Linked DNA regions of Ovis aries: region 2 is linked to region 1. Evidence: chromatin contacts called from public Hi-C data. All regions are on one chromosome and are shown on one strand. The core of a region is the stretch at or near the end of the contact, and the rest is flanking DNA. Distances in the headings are between cores, read along the strand shown. Region 1 holds the start of ACOT9 (acyl-CoA thioesterase 9). Region 2 holds the start of APOO (apolipoprotein O).

Region 1 (3,874 bases), core at 970-3,469:
CCGATAATCTGATGAAACCTGTGGCCCCTCATGCCTAGTAGCTGGGGTGGGGGGATATATTTTATTGATACACACAATGATATATATTATTTCAGATGGTTCACAGACCACTCCCTTTTGACACCCCCACGGGCCCCTAGACTTAAAATATTGTGATTCAGATCAACCTCCTGGAAAAACTAAGGCCCAAAGAAATTAGATGACTTTTCCCCTGCCAGTCAACTAGCACACTGTATACAGCCAAGTTCTTCTGATCCCTCCTCACCCCCCACATACACCAGACATTTGGGAAGCTGCTCTTTTCATAACTCCAGACTACTTCTCTTTATCTACGAGACACCGAGATTGGGGGGGGGGGGCGGTGTAATGCTTCAACCACTGCCTAACACCTCAGTACCTCAGTTATTGGTTTATTCCCCAATAAGCCCTCTGGAGTCTTAATTACAGCAAAACCTCTAGGCCTTTAGAAGAAACTGTCAAGAGGCCTCTAGGAGAGTCAGGCCCTAGGACTCCATTATTGAACCTTCCCAATGAAAGGAAACGAAGGAACCCAACCTGCCCATGGCTACTGAAGGGAGTCACCAAAGTCACATGCAGATGTGAACAGAAGTCTTAGCTGTTCTGGGTTCCAAGCTTAGGATGGGCATCTGGGAAGAGTTTTCAGTACAAAACCAGGCAATGACACTCACAGGCCCTCCACTTAGGAAAAATGCCTCAGTTTAGAGACTAAACAAATATAAGTGACTCTTCCACTAGTAAGGGGAAAAAAAGAAAGTACAAAAACAACCTACCAGTCAAATAACCTAAATACGCCAGACAGTCTGTATTCATTTATGTACTCTCGCTAGACACTAACAGAGTACCTGCTTGAGGGTCTACAAGAATCAGAAGAAAGGAATGGCAGGTATACAAGGAGCTCACGGCAAAAATAAAGAGGACTTCTGAATGGGGGAGAGGCGAGATCAAGTAAGGCTTCCTGGGAAAAGGCACATGGACAGAACCCTGGAGATTGTACAAGGCCTGCCACATCATGTCAATACAAGCTAAAGGCAACTGTGGTTCTTCTCCTAATGACCTTCAACCTGTCTTCAAGCAGTAAAACAAAGTTAATGAGAAAATGAGAGACAGACACAGAGAACCTTTTTCAACTGCCAGCAGGGTCCACAGGAACAATGAGAGAGATTCAGGGCCCCCAAGTGAACGGCTGGGGATCACCGTCACTCAGAACCACTGCGGGCCATACCAGGGGGGCTGGTACACCTGTGGCAGGATGAATTCAGAAGCTGCAACAAGGGTCGGCCCCCTGGGACGCAACCAAGCAGAAAGATCTTGGAACAGCTGGAGGGCTCCGGTGCAGCGGGTTGGGGGAGAGCCAGACATGCTCTGGAGTCTAAAGCCTTAAACCGTCACTGGACACGCTGGGATGATGACTTACACAAAAAGGCATCCTCCTTGTGCAAGTGGCCCAATCAAAGCCACTCCCCCACCTGGCCTTATGGGTCTTGCTGCTCAGTAAAAGTAAAGTTCAATCAGCACCAGGGGACCTAGTCACACAGTTCTGAGGTCCGGAGAGGCCAGAAGGTACCCTGCAATCTCTACCCACATTACAACACACTCAAGTCAGAGTCCAAGTCTGTCAAGCACTTAACCTTAAACATGCTCTCCAAAGAAGCGTAGAGGGCGATAAAAGTAATATGCAGTCCTAAACTCCAGCCTTCCGACAAAAGGCTAACTCCACACTACACCCCAGATGAGCAAAGAAAAAGGAACGTCAGGGAACGCCCAACTTCCTCCCTTCAAGTGTCGCTTCACTTTCATCATCAAACTCCGGCCAGAAGACGCGCCGGTCGGGGGTGCGATGCCCCACTTGAAGCCGGCGGGGTCACGGTACCTTAGCGCCCTTCCCTACCCGACCCTGTTTTCTGCCCATAAGCCCCCGGCATTAGTTCCGCCTGCTGCGGCCCGCTCCTTCCGCCCGGGCCCACTAGCAGCGCCGAGGGAGGGAGTGGGCGCCCCCGGTCCGCGCCCCGCCAGGCGCCCGGCTACCTACCGCAGCGCCGCTCGCCTCATCGCGCTTGGCAGCCGCTGCACGCCTGACCACAGAGCCGGGCCCCACGCACCGGTCGGTGGAGAGAAGTCGAAGCAATGTAAAGCGCGAAGACGGAGAGCGCTCGGGCGCCAGACCCGACCTCACCCGGACCGCACCCTTGCACCACGGCCGCGGAAGGGGGCTGGGGGCGGGGCTACGCAGTCCGGGAGCGGAGTCTCGCTGTCCAAGGGCGGGGCCTCGTTGCCTGGGGGCGGGGCCACGCTGCGCCTGCAGGCCCCCTCATTGGCGAGAAGCTGGAATCCGTCTCCCCTCAGGTTCCCGCTCTATCAGCAGCGGCGGAAGTGTTGCTAACTACGACACTGGCCTATCACAAATACTGTGGATAAAATGCACCCGGCGGCACCAGAGTGTGACGCAGAGGATAGGTTCAGCCGCGTCCTTGGAGCTTGTCTCCGTTATCCCACTCAGGGCCCCACCCTCCGGAGATGCTGATTTAGTCAGAGGTAGAGTTGGACACGATTTGGCGACTGAACATCATCATCAGCATCCTGGTGCAGTATGTCTAAAGGCAGCCCAGGTGATGCTAACGTTAGCAAAGGTTGAGAACTCTGCCCTCCGGGGGAAAAAATTGTTCCTTTTCTAATCTCGATCTGCCCCCTAGCGTATGGCAGTGGGAGATCTTGGCCCGCCCAAGAGATTCAAGGCCAGAAAATTAAGACGATGTTACCCTAGGCTGTGATTCTCCAGTTCATTCAACGAATTCTTATACAGCTGTTTGCAGTGTGCAGGACTCTGTAGATTCTAAAGATGCAGCAAAATAGACAAAACTCCCTGCCCTTAGGAGGCTTACCTTATAATCATCAAGCAAGTTAGCAAATTGCATCGTTTCAAACGTGATAAAGCGGTCAAAGGAGGAAAGAAAAGAAGGAAATGAGAGGGATCTTTCCAAAATATACGCACGTCTTGCTTTGTCCTTGAAGATGGTAATTTCCTATAAGGCAGGGTCGATATTGTATGCTTTTTCTGATACCTCATGCTTATGAAAAAATTGTCAGTTTTAATTAAGGTGGCTTTTTAAAAAAAATCAATTTATGAATTACAGATGGACCATGGTCTTTGGCTTCCTCTTTCCTCTCCACCTAACTTTCCCTGCTTTTATCAGTCCCACATCCAGATGATGGTTAACTCCTGAAATACCACTCTCCTTTTGGCCTGCATGGATCTCACCTTTCTTTTTGTTCATATTGTCCATACCTTTCCAGTGTTGGGGTTTTGTTGTTGTTGTTGTTGTTGTTGTTGTTGTTGTTGTTTTTGCTTTATGACAGTTCAACTGAAACAGAGCAGGACCCTATAGGGCCTTCCCAGGAACCCATTACCCCCACCCCCACCATGTCCCCTGCCTCTTATTTGTAGAAAAGCTTTAGCCTCATAGCTCGGCCCCAAGTTCCATGGAGCAAATTTAACTGGAGAAGTGAGAAAATACAGAAGCAAAGGAAAACAGTCAAGCAAGACAAAATAACATTAATTTAGCCACAAAGCAAAGTCAAGGACTTTTAGTTACTCCTCAAGAGCTACTGGGGCTTCCCTGGTGGCACTAGTGATAAAGAACCCGCCCACCAATGCAGGAGACGTAAGAGATGCAGGCTCGATCCCTTGGTTGGGAAGATCCCCTGGAGGAGGGCATGGTAACCCACTCCAGTATTCTTACCTAGAGAATCCCATGGACAGAGGAGCCTGCCGGGCTACCGTCCATGGGGTCACAGAGAGTCAGACACAACTGAAAACAACTTAGCACATAGCACAAGAGTGATAGATAAAATCCTG
Region 2 (3,874 bases), core at 921-3,420, 150 kb after region 1:
CAACAACTATAATGTGATATGACAATGTTTGTGACATGCACTAGTCCTACTGACTTCAACTGGTGACAGGTACTGCTAATACTACTGTAGCTTGTTGCTGTAGTTGCTTATTAAATGAATTGCTCCCAGTGAACCCTATGTCCTCACATCTATGCTCTGTGTAGTCCCCCACCATACTGACTCTGGGTTGGCCATGTAACTTGTCTTGACATCAGCAAATGTGATGCAAGCAGCTGTTCATGCCTCAGGACAAGCCTTCTTGGAAACCAGTAACCATGTGAGGAGGCCCAAGATAGCCATACTGACGGGCCCCAGGCCCACAGATATGGGAGAAAGGCCACCTTGTAGTCTAGCCACCAGCTGAATTTATAACTGCCCAGCCAACCTATAGGTGGTGAGAAATAAAAAATCATTGTGGTTTTATCCAAAAATGGATAACTGAAACAGTTACCTACATTCATAACTGAAGGAAATGATAAACTTCACCAGAAGATTAGTGAAAAAGATTATATTTTCCCATCAAAGTTCAGGGACCCCCAAATTCTACCCACAGACCCTCTGAGGGAATGAGATCCACAGGTTGAGAACTCCTAGGAGAAGACAATGGCACCCCACTCCAGTACTCTTGCCTGGAAAATTCCATGGATGGAGGAGCCTGGTAGGCTGCAGTCCATGGGGCCGCTAAGAGTTGGACACGACTGAGCGACTTCACTTTCACTTTCACGCACTGGAGAAGGACATGGCAACCCACTTCAGTGTTTTTGCCTGGAGAATCCCAGGGACAGACGAGCCTGGTAGGAGGCCGTCTATGGGGTCGCACAGAGTCGGACATGACTGAAGCGACTTAGCAGCAGCAGCAGGAGCAGTAAGACAGATCCTACTCTCCTTTTTACTACCACAGTACATTAATAACAATATAAACTGATCATAGCATATCCTTAGTTGTTGCAACCCTAAAATCGAGCCAAACTCCTAGCACATAAGTGTTTCAACACAAATTTATGAAATGAATGCAAGATGCTTTTGTGATCTGTTGTTCTAACTAAACTGTGAGCTGCCTGAAAATAAAATAAAAGCAAATACTTAGATGTCACTCCTATGTGTCAGGGCCTCTTCCAAGTGCTTCACACCTAATGTATTTTTTTTTTTAACAACCCTACGAGGTAGAAGCTGGTTCCCCAATCTCACCAACAGGAAATCAGGCACAGAAAGGCCAAGTGACTTGCCCCAGGTCACACAGCTGGAAAAGTGGCAATGCCACAAGTGGAAGCCCAAATTCACGGTCTGATTTTGTACTGTCCTAATGCCCCCAAAGCATATTGCAGCTCAATAAAACATTTAAATAGTACAATTCTGACATTTCATTAGCACTACTTTACGGGTGCACTGCTTCAAGACTCGATTTTGTAGACTCCTTTCTAATAGCTTGTGATTTGTTTTTCGTGATATACAAATACCATTTACTCTTTTTAAAGGAGAACAATGCCTTCATATTAAAATGCAGATTTCCGAGACAGTCTTCACTGTAAAAGTCAACTTCTTTCAAAGGACACGAGTTCATAAAATGGAAAGAAGTCAATCTGTTCATACTATATAACGTTTGCTGGGAGGGGGAGAGAAGTTCCAGTTGCTCCTTCTAGCCCAGCCCTTCCCAGGCCAGCCTCTCTAACTTTCTGCAGCAGCTTCTCCAAAGGTGACCCTCCCCCATTCATACAGCAGGTTCTGAAACCTGACCTTGCCAGGCAACCAAAGCCGAACCCCGCAGTGCCCTGATGTGGCCTAACGTTCCTAACGAACACAAGAGGGGACCAGCCAGAGGGTGGATACTTTGAAGGATACTTTAAAATTTTAAGTGTTTTATTCACGAGAGCACAACCCAAAAGGCCCCACCCAGCCACCCCAGGTCTCACGCCTCCGCCCGGCAGCCGCTCGCTCCACGCGGATCTCTGAATGAACAGCGAGGCCGGGACGCAGCCGGCCCAGAGGCGGGAAAAAACCTCGGGACGAGCCGGGCCTGGTCCCCGGAGAGGCCCACGAGAGCGCGAAGAGGGCTCCGGGCGGCCGGGAGGGGGCGGTGACAGCTGTGACCCGGCTCCACTCTCTCACCTTGAACATGTCGCTGGCAGCGGCAGCTCCGGCGGGGTCACCCCAGCCTTGGCCCCGCCCACTACAGAGAGAGGCGGCTACGGCGGCCGGATAGGGCCCGATTCTTCCGACCGCAAATAGGCCGCGATGCGGGTGACCGCCGTACAGCCAATTAGGTGCGGCCAAGGCTTAGCTCGGAAGCCGGGGTCTGAAAACTGCGTTGTTGAACTGCAGCGCGTGGCGCCTCAGGCGGCGAGCGAACGCAAGCCCCGCCTTCCGGAGGCTCCGCCCCTGCGCCGGCGGTTGCTAGGCGGCGGGAAAGCGCCCACTCTGCGTGGGCAGCGCGCGGGGGCGCGAGGAGGGAGGCGCCGCTGCCCGCGCAGCGCTGGGAATCGGCCTTCGCCGCGCTGATTGGACGCCCGACGGCGTAGGCTGAGAACCCTGTGTGCGGAGGCCGCCAGGTGGGGGCGCTCGTCAGGCCTCGGGCGGCATCGAAAGCCTCGCAGACGCAAACCGCCGACCTCTGGGGCCTGGATTTACCTCACAAAAGGTTTTTACTTGTGTGGTGTTTTTTTTTTTTTTTTTTCTACTCTGGGCGGGACAGTTTTAAGATTTTAAATTTAAACTGATTTGCCACATCCTTTCATCTCGAAAGACCCTGAAAATTTTTTTTCTTCTTTAAAATACTTAAGCTTCTGTCTCTTACTGGGAATCAACTATTGTTCCCTTAATACTAATAGAAATAAGTAATAATGGTAATAATTATCTTATTGACAAGAATAGGAACAAGCAACAGCGTTTACTCTATGCCCGGCTCTTACCTAAACTCCATACATATATTGTCTTCTCTTTCTAACAACCCAAGTAGGTGGACACGGTTATTATTCCGCATCTAGTAGATGAAGAAACTGAAGCACAGAGAATAGGTGCAAGGCCACAGAGAAGGAAAGTGGGAAGTCAGGATCCAAATCTACCTAGTCGAGCTTTAAAGCCTGTGGTCTCACCTCAACAACTGTGACGGTGGCTCATAATGGGGTTGTGTTTCCTATAATATTTCGTTCAGTATTTCACATCTAACCCCATAGCAAGTGTAAGCCCATCCAGGCATGCATCTAGAAGATTTGGGGGATTTGTGTGGTGCTGTGTCCCTGCCTTCCAGCCAAAGACCACTAGGAACACATCTGTAGTTGAACAAGTTGGGTTTGTTTCTTGCAGCTGCTAGGAAAACGCACACCTTGGGAAACAGTGGGGCATCTCAGTGAGAGAGTGTTAGAAAGATTTATTCTAGGGTTTGGGCTTTGGTTGGGTGATTTGGGGGCGGGTTCAAGAAAGCAGGGCTTTGCTCTGGGTTGGGTGGTAGTAGGAAGCCAGGGTTAACACCTAAGCCCAGCTGTGAATGCCAGGCCAGCTCCTGGATGTTAAGGACTGCTTTTCTCTTTCTCAAGAGTTCAGTGTATTCCAAGCTATCCCCATCCCCATTTCTAAGGAGAAATATTGAGACTCTGAAGGCTCTGCCTCAGTAGTGGAATGTCATATGTATAAAAAAAATGTGACTTATAAGTGATCAGTTAGGGCAGGAAGTCTTAATTCAAGGAGTATGTGAACTTGGGAAAAAATTGCAACTTTATTTTCCCAAACCTCTGCCTGAACTTTAGCATTTCTTTCAATTATATGTAGGTAACAAACCACAGTAGTATCAGCAGTACCTGTGACTTTGTCATCAATAGAAAACACAGTATTTTCATATCATGTTACAGTAACAGCAAATTTCTTGAAATATTGTTTCTAC

What was found. Hi-C and Micro-C count contacts between places; a contact is called where the count stands out from the background.
Region 2: a contact with region 1 is called in a Hi-C map of blood, with 4 times the contacts expected there. The contact joins the promoter of APOO here to the promoter of ACOT9 in region 1. A contact is called at or near these places in 3 of 16 Hi-C or Micro-C datasets (blood and liver).

Annotation. Positions count from the first base shown.
Region 1 is chrX:22,150,966-22,154,839 of ARS-UI_Ramb_v3.0, forward strand. ACOT9 (acyl-CoA thioesterase 9) reads right to left here and starts at 2,220. Exons shown (of 15, transcript XM_027962917.2): 1 at 2,051-2,220. The coding sequence starts at 2,070.
Region 2 is chrX:22,304,624-22,308,497 of ARS-UI_Ramb_v3.0, forward strand. It overlaps APOO (apolipoprotein O), which reads right to left and starts at 2,171. Exons shown (of 10, transcript XR_009598881.1): 1 at 1-2,171. It overlaps CXHXorf58 (chromosome X CXorf58 homolog), which reads left to right and starts at 2,555. Exons shown (of 8, transcript XM_042241877.2): 1 at 2,555-2,635.